Regions from separate parts of the Oryctolagus cuniculus genome. Here region 2 is linked to region 1. The links are chromatin contacts, called in public Micro-C maps. All regions are on one chromosome and are shown on one strand. The core of a region is the stretch at or near the end of the contact, and the rest is flanking DNA. Distances in the headings are between cores, read along the strand shown. Region 1 holds the start of BCL11A (BCL11 transcription factor A). Region 2 has its middle 350 kb from the start of BCL11A.

What was found. Hi-C and Micro-C count contacts between places; a contact is called where the count stands out from the background.
Region 2: a contact with region 1 is called in a Micro-C map of ear pinna, with 4 times the contacts expected there. The contact joins the enhancer-like site here to the promoter of BCL11A in region 1. A contact is called at or near these places in 2 of 6 Hi-C or Micro-C datasets (ear pinna and an unstated tissue).

Annotation. Positions count from the first base shown.
Region 1 is chr2:142,111,482-142,115,075 of mOryCun1.1, reverse strand. BCL11A (BCL11 transcription factor A) reads right to left here and starts at 1,484. Exons shown (of 4, transcript XM_051838573.2): 1 at 1,293-1,484. The coding sequence starts at 1,347.
Region 2 is chr2:142,458,761-142,462,119 of mOryCun1.1, reverse strand. No RefSeq gene overlaps it. Among named protein-coding and RNA genes, the nearest start is that of BCL11A, 350 kb to the right of the region's middle. Within about 2 kb of position 1,414, at least 1 of the 8 cell types and tissues checked has an H3K27ac peak or open chromatin away from gene starts, as enhancers often do. A contact at or near this core is called in ear pinna, where this site is marked.

The DNA of each region.
Region 1 (3,594 bases), core at 235-2,734:
CGCGCCGCGCTCGGTCCTCTGTCTGTTTGTTGGCAGGAGGCTCCCGCACACGCGGTGCTTGTAAACATTCAGACACGAGATTTTTCCCAATCAAAATCCACTTCCACTTTTTTTGAAAATCTTCCAAAAAATAGTAAGAGGAGGGAGTTCCTCGCTCCCTCTCTGCGCCGCTGGCGCTCTAAGTTTGCAACTGAGAGGGTTTGGGGAAGGGGGTGTTTTTTTCCCTCAATCAGAGATTGCAAGATTTTTTGGGGGGGAGTCAAAGAGGAAAGCGTTGCAGGAGGACTGGCTGAGCGTCTGGCATCTATTTGGGGGCAAGAAACTACATTCTCTTTCCTTGTTTCTTTTTTTTTTTTTTTCTATTTTTTCTTTATTTTGTTTGTTTATTTTGCACGCCGCCTCGCTGCCTCTGGGGTTCGGCGGGGAGGGGCGGGCAGTGGCCACCCGGGCGGCGGTGGCCCGGGCTCGCTCTCTCCAGCTCCCGCGTGCCCCTGGCCGCCTCCTCCCCTGGCCCTTGCTCCTGCCCTTCGCCGGCGGCGGCGGCGCAGGAGGGCCAGCTCGAGGAGCCGGCACAAAAGGCAAGCGGGACAAACACCCACCTCAGGCCGGAACAAAAGGCGGCAGCGCCGGCCGCCTCCCCCGTGCTTCCCGGTCACCCCGTTCTCCCCGCGGCCGCGGCCCCTCTCCCGACTCGGCAGACTCTGGAGCTCCGGAGGCCCTTCGCTCAGTCCCACTTTCTCACTATTGTGGGGATGACTACTTTGCTCCCCGTGCACACTCGCCAGTGAGCGCGCCGGTGTGCAAGGGCCAGTCGCACTTCTCTCCCCAGGAATTGTTTGTGAGACTTGAACTCACTCGGACCCCTCCATTTTCCTGCGGCGAGTGGAAGCAACCCCCCTTTCCCCCCCCAGCTTCCACCTCCAGGTTTGCATATGAGTTGTCCGCATCCTTAGCATTGTTCATTATTTTTGCAAAACTGGGGAGTGGGGGGATCATTTCATTCCCTTTCGAAAAGAAATAAAGCGGCGGAAAGGAGGAGGAGTCCAATTTTTGTAAAATTAAATAAAATGTAAAAGGTATGTGCTACCTCAAAAGTGCACACACAGCTCTGTTTCGAGATCGGATGAGGGGTCCCCCCCCTTTTAATCTCTTTTACTCGACTCTCAGAGGTTTTTCTCGTGAAAAATTTAAAAATGCATGCACACACCCCTCTCTCCCCCTTGCTCTTGCTCCTCGTCCTGCGCACTCTCGTGATTATTAATAATTATTAATACTATTATTGGGTTACTTACGCGAGAATTCCCGTTTGCTTAAGTGCTGGGGTTTGCCTTGCTTGCGGCGAGACATGGTGAGCTGCGGGGCGGGCGGGCGGCGGCGGCGGCGGCGGCGGCGGCGGCGGGCGGACGACGGCTCGGTTCACATCGGGAGAGCCGGGTTAGAAAGAAGGAGACTCCAGAGAAAATATCTTCATCAGTGCCTTTTGACATCCAAAATAAATTAGAAATAATACAAAGATGGCGCAGGGAAGATGAATTGTGGGAGAGCCGTCATGGCTTTTTTTTTTTTAAAGCAAAAAAAAAAAAAAGAGAGAGAGAGAGAGAGAAGAGAGATAGAGGGAGAGAGAGAGAGAGATGAAAAAAATGGCAAAAGCCCCCCTGAGCTGCAAGTTCAAGTGCGGACGTGACGTCCCTGCGAACTTGAACGTCAGGAGTCTGGATGGACAGAGACACACAAAACATGGGCAGGGCGAGCAGGAGAGAAGGGGAGGAGGGAAGGGGAAGCTCACACCAATGGACACACATCAGGGGCTGGACATGAAAAAGAGACCAGGACAAGCCAATGGCCAGTGCGGGGCGGGGGAGGTGCGGGGCGGGGGGCTCTGCAGACGCCAGACGCGGCCCCTGGGGGAGGGGCGGGCAGAGGGGAGGGGGCTTTGGGGCCGCTGGCTCACCAGTGGCCACAGCGAGCGCCGCGGCGGTGGCGTGGCGGGGAGAGAAGAAAGGGGCGGCGGGGGTGGGAGGGAGGAGTAGGGGGGAGCAAGACGTGCGCCCTGCTCCCCCCCATACGCGGATCCCAAAAGAAAGATTATTTTTAAAAGAAAGAAAGAAAAAATAATAAAAGGAGTGCACCAGGAGGCTGCAGCCCGGGGCCGGGGAAGCGCGGGCGGAGGGAAGCCAGGTAGAGTTGCTCTCGGACACCCTCCTCCGTGCGCACACCCACTTCCCCTCCCCGCCGCCGCGCTCGCGCCCCGCGTGCAGACGCCCGGGGCCCCAGTGAAAGCCCCGAGCCCGCGGCTGCGCTCAGGAAACTTTGCCGAAGGAGAAGCTAGCAGAGAAAAATCACCCGAAGTTGAGAGCTGAGCCTCCAAGTTGGAGCTCCGCAGCGGGCGAGGGGAGACAAGAGGGAGCGCGCGGCGAGGCGTGATCCAGCCCAAGTTTAGAGGGTTGAGGGTCCGGAAGGGCAGCGCCCGGGCCTCCCTGGAGCCAGAGCAACCTAGAGAGAGGGAGCTGGGATGAGGGAGGCGGCGCAGGCCCGGGCCCGAGGGCCGAGAGGGCGCCCCCAAAGCCGAGCCTGGGATCAGGGATCTAAGCGCCCCAACAAGCGGCGGAGTCTGAATGTAACTGGAAGCACCGGGTCCCAGGCTTCCCCAGGGTCGCCGAAAGACAGAGAGAGAGGTCGAGGAATAAAGAACGCGGAGCCGGAGTCAGGGCTCGATCCAGCCCCGAGAGGGGGGCGCCGGGGGCTGGGGCGAGGGAGGCGCCTAGAGGTCCACCTCTCCGAGCGGCCGAGGGCCGAAGGACAAAGCGCGGGCAGTCCCGGGAGTCCCGGCCCCTGGGAAGCTGTTCCTGGGGCCGCAGGAGGTCCCCGACTCGGGTCCCGGGGAGGGACACACCCCCCTCCCACTCCAGAGCAACCGCGAACGCACAGAAGGGCGGAAAGAAAATGTTTCCTACGGGCAGAGCCCAACTGTTCCTGCGCTGTTACCCGGGGAAGGAAAAAATGGGGAAAGGAAAGCGAGCGGCCGGCTCCGCAGGAGCAGAGCGGAGGCCACGGCGGTGAGCTGACCGCCCCGGGGTCAGTGCCGGCGGCCGGGGCGCACAGCCCGCAGCCCGCAGCCCCCTCTCGCCCGTCTGTCCAGGTTCCCTGGAAATTAGGGGAAGACCTGTTGGAAATAAACCCCTGTCTCTTTAATGCACACAAGCACACACGCGCGCGCTGCCGCTGTCAAAAAGCGGGCTTCACTCTGGCGTGGGATACTTTCAGTTTTACGTAAAATGTACAGCAACAGCACCCCCTGCGATTGGAAAGTTTATTCAGAAACGTGCCTGCAAAGTCCCCGGGCGGCTCCCGCCTCCCAGCCTCCCCGCCTGCCTGCGCCACCCTGCCGCCGACGCCGCCGCCGCCGCCGGGGAGACTGCGCTGCCATCCCGAGCGGGAAGGGCCGGGTGCGGGGGGCGGACGTGCACCCGGGGCTGCGCGCTGCACTCAGGGCGCTGGGTGAGCCTGCCCGACCGCCAGTCGCCGCGCTGCAGGTGGACGTGCGTGAGTGTGGATCTGCGAGCCCGAGCCGCGCTCCCCTCTCGCGGCTGCACG
Region 2 (3,359 bases), core at 165-2,664, 350 kb before region 1:
GGACTGCAGACCCAGGAAGGGCTGGAGAGGAGATTTATTTTAAAATAAATTCCAAGGAGCAGGATTTTAACTCGTTGGGCATTTGAGTTACAAAATCCAGCACATTTTATATTTTGACCAGACGTGCATGTTTTTTTACATAGGTATACTTTTTTAAAGATCCTATGTTGTTTGTGGGCCTTAAAATAACTGAGATGCTATCTAGCCTCATAAACCAGTTTGAAGGTTTTTTTTTTTTTTTGGCTTACATCAGCCAAATCAAGTGGTCAACAGCTACTCACTAAACTATTGTTGAATCAGAATAATGTTTTGCTTTCTTTTCCCCTAAACCCTGCTGACTTAGATCCAAACAGCCTCAATTTGCAATTCACCTTGAAAGTAGAGCAAAAAAAAAGTCTGAGTGAAGTCAGACCTCCAAGGCACTCAGCAGTACCGTTGCAACGTGGGCTCCCGCCCATGTGAACCACAGCCGATGAAGTTGGCACCCTATTAAGAGAGGAAAGCGAGCCCAGACCGTCTTCTGCCTGGAGCAGAGTTATGCTTTTTAACAAGGCGGCCAGCTCAGGGCTGGGAGTCCTCTCTGTGGCAAGAGTTTCACCGCCAGGAAAGGAAGGATAGGCTCCCTGGCACGGCCTCAGAAAGCCTCCTGGAATGAGGCAGAAGCCATTTCTAGAAGCTGCTGCTTGACCTCACTCATTTGTTGGTGCCTCCTTGACTCTACCAAGACCACTGTGTTGCTCTGAAAACAACGAACACAGTTCCAAGAGGATAAGCAAAAAAAAAAAAAAAAAAAAAAAAAAAAATCACTCTGAAATGTATGGTGGTATTTAATAAGACCTAATTGAATTTAATGATATTTAGCAAAATAAATTGAGTGGCTTGCAACAAAGAAAAAAACCAAGTTGCTTATCTCCGAAGGATACCAGCCTCACAGGGTAACAAGTGTCAGGATATTCCTAGGTGTGTTCTGGTGCTCAACCTGTGGGAAGCCCCAAAACTAGAGAGTTGGTGTCATCAGCACAGCACTCACTCACAGAAGGGCTCCCTGGTGCCACAAGGTGGAGAGTACTTCTCTTTTCAGAGGAGGCAACTGAATCAGACAGGTCAAGTAACCACCCACAAGTCACACAGGGAAAGAAACAAAACTGGGATTTAAATACAGATCTGCCTGATTGGAATGCACATTTTATTTTCTTATTCCTCTTCTACACAATCCAGCCTCCTAGAGTTGCTCTATAGGAAAAGTCTATGTAAACTGTATACTCCACCCCAGGACACAGGGACCTGGATTTGAGAAGCTTAAAGAAATGACAGTTCCTCCTGAAAGAGAGACCAAGGGGAGCCAAGGAGGTAGCATCAGGAGTCTGCAGTACTGGGAGAGGATTCCTGCTAGCACATTGCATACAAGGCTTCCAGTGGCTCACTAATCCTGCCTGTCCAGGACCTGCTTCCTCCACAACACTGACATGTGGGCTTGATAGAAACACTGAAGTCACTTTAAATTCTTCATGGGGAAAAAGCTCCTACCAAATCACCATTATTAGTCTCCTTTAACCATGTTTCAGTGCCCAGGACTGCTCCTATGTATTCTGATTTTCCTCCTTCCCCGCCACATGACAGGGCTTGAACTTGGGTGTGGCTGTGTGTGTCTTGTCTTGGCCAATGCAGAAAGTGCTAAGTCTCTCTTCTGAGCAGATTTAAGAGCTACATGATTCGTTATATCCTATCCCCTTTCAGCAGTGACAGGGGAGGACAGGTTGAAACTGAGCCTCCTTCGGCGAAAACCCTTGAGTGACTGACAAGCAGAGCCTCTCTGTTGACCGTGGAGCTTGCACAGGAAGCCAGAGATGCAGAGGGCTGTTTGTTCCTGCAGCATAATCCATTCCCCCGACAGCTACAGATCACATGGAAAGTCTTCACGTGGAGGAGCAAGCCAGAAAGCAAAGACACTAAATGAAGAAAAGCCAATCATTCAAGAAATATTTACTAAGCATCCATTTTTATAAGGGTGTGCTGGTGTGCTAAGCACACATTATTCTTCCTGAACTGGGAAATCCAGAGGGCATTTTTTTCCTTTAAGAAGCTGATTTGAAATTGGAAAAAAATTTGCCTTTGACAGATATTTTTAACTCCCAAATCTATTCATAGTCTAGAGGAAAAAAAAATTGCCCCCCAAACTATCTATAAATCTATCACCCAAGTGAATCTGCTTCGAGGCTTCCATTCTCTTTAGTTTCGTTAGTTGTCTGTTGGTGAAAGTATGACCAGCCCCTCCTAAAATCTAGATTATTAAAATATTCCAAGATGGTAAGCATTTCTATAGACTTCTGCTAAAAATGACTATTAAAAATCAGGAATTAAAAAAAAATTTCTCCTCATGGGCAATGAATCTCTACTGCTTAGGACCAAAATAAATAAACTTGTGGTTTCTCTATTTAATAGAGTTCATGTGAACTTCAATTTTGTTCATATGAAAAACAATCACTCATTGTTGTGAATGTTATTCTCCATTTCCTCTGTTATGGGCTTTCTTCCCTGTGCCAGGCAGAGGGCTGTGGTCATAGGTAGCCTAATGGTGTGCAGTGTAAATCCCTGGAAACACCTCTTTGGGGAGACTTGGTAAGAAGCATGTTATGTGAACAAACATCAAATTTCGTAGTCCCATGGCTATTTTTTGATTATCTTCCACTTTTATAATTACTTATGAAATTAGAGTTTGCCATCATCAAGCTTTCTACATATTACATAGGAATACATATCTGTAAATATACATATCTACCCACACATACGCACACGCACACATCCATGTCTAAGCATGGATTTAAGTGGGAAAGTACGTGGTGTTGGTACTAACAGAATCACCGTGAAGGAGTCAGGAGTAGCGCTGGGGTGGGAAAGACCTGACTCAGCCACTCCCAATCTCTGTCCTTCATGCAAATACCTTCACCTGGCCCAGGCTGCTGCCAACTCACTGAACAAGGAGAATACACCAGATGCTCTCCAAGGCCCGTTCCTGCTCCTGTGTCCCGGGTTCCACTCCTGAAGCTGCTTCTAGTTTGTCAGTGTTATTGGGTAAATTGCAAGTCTGGATTCCAGCTGGGTAGAACTATGTCAGCCAACAGCAAAAAGGGAAAACTCAAAGGACAACAAAGTTATGACATCAGAACAGTGGGATGACTGGAGATGGTTTGTGTGTGTGTGTATGTGTGTGTTCCAGATTTGCTTGCTGCTATTGCTGTTATTGTTACAGTTTTATAAATCAGCAAAAGTTAAATTAATATAATACTTCGTGTGCAGAGCAATGTTAATTACCCTCAGAGAGTGTCAACATGTGAACAAAACTACAGACACACAATATA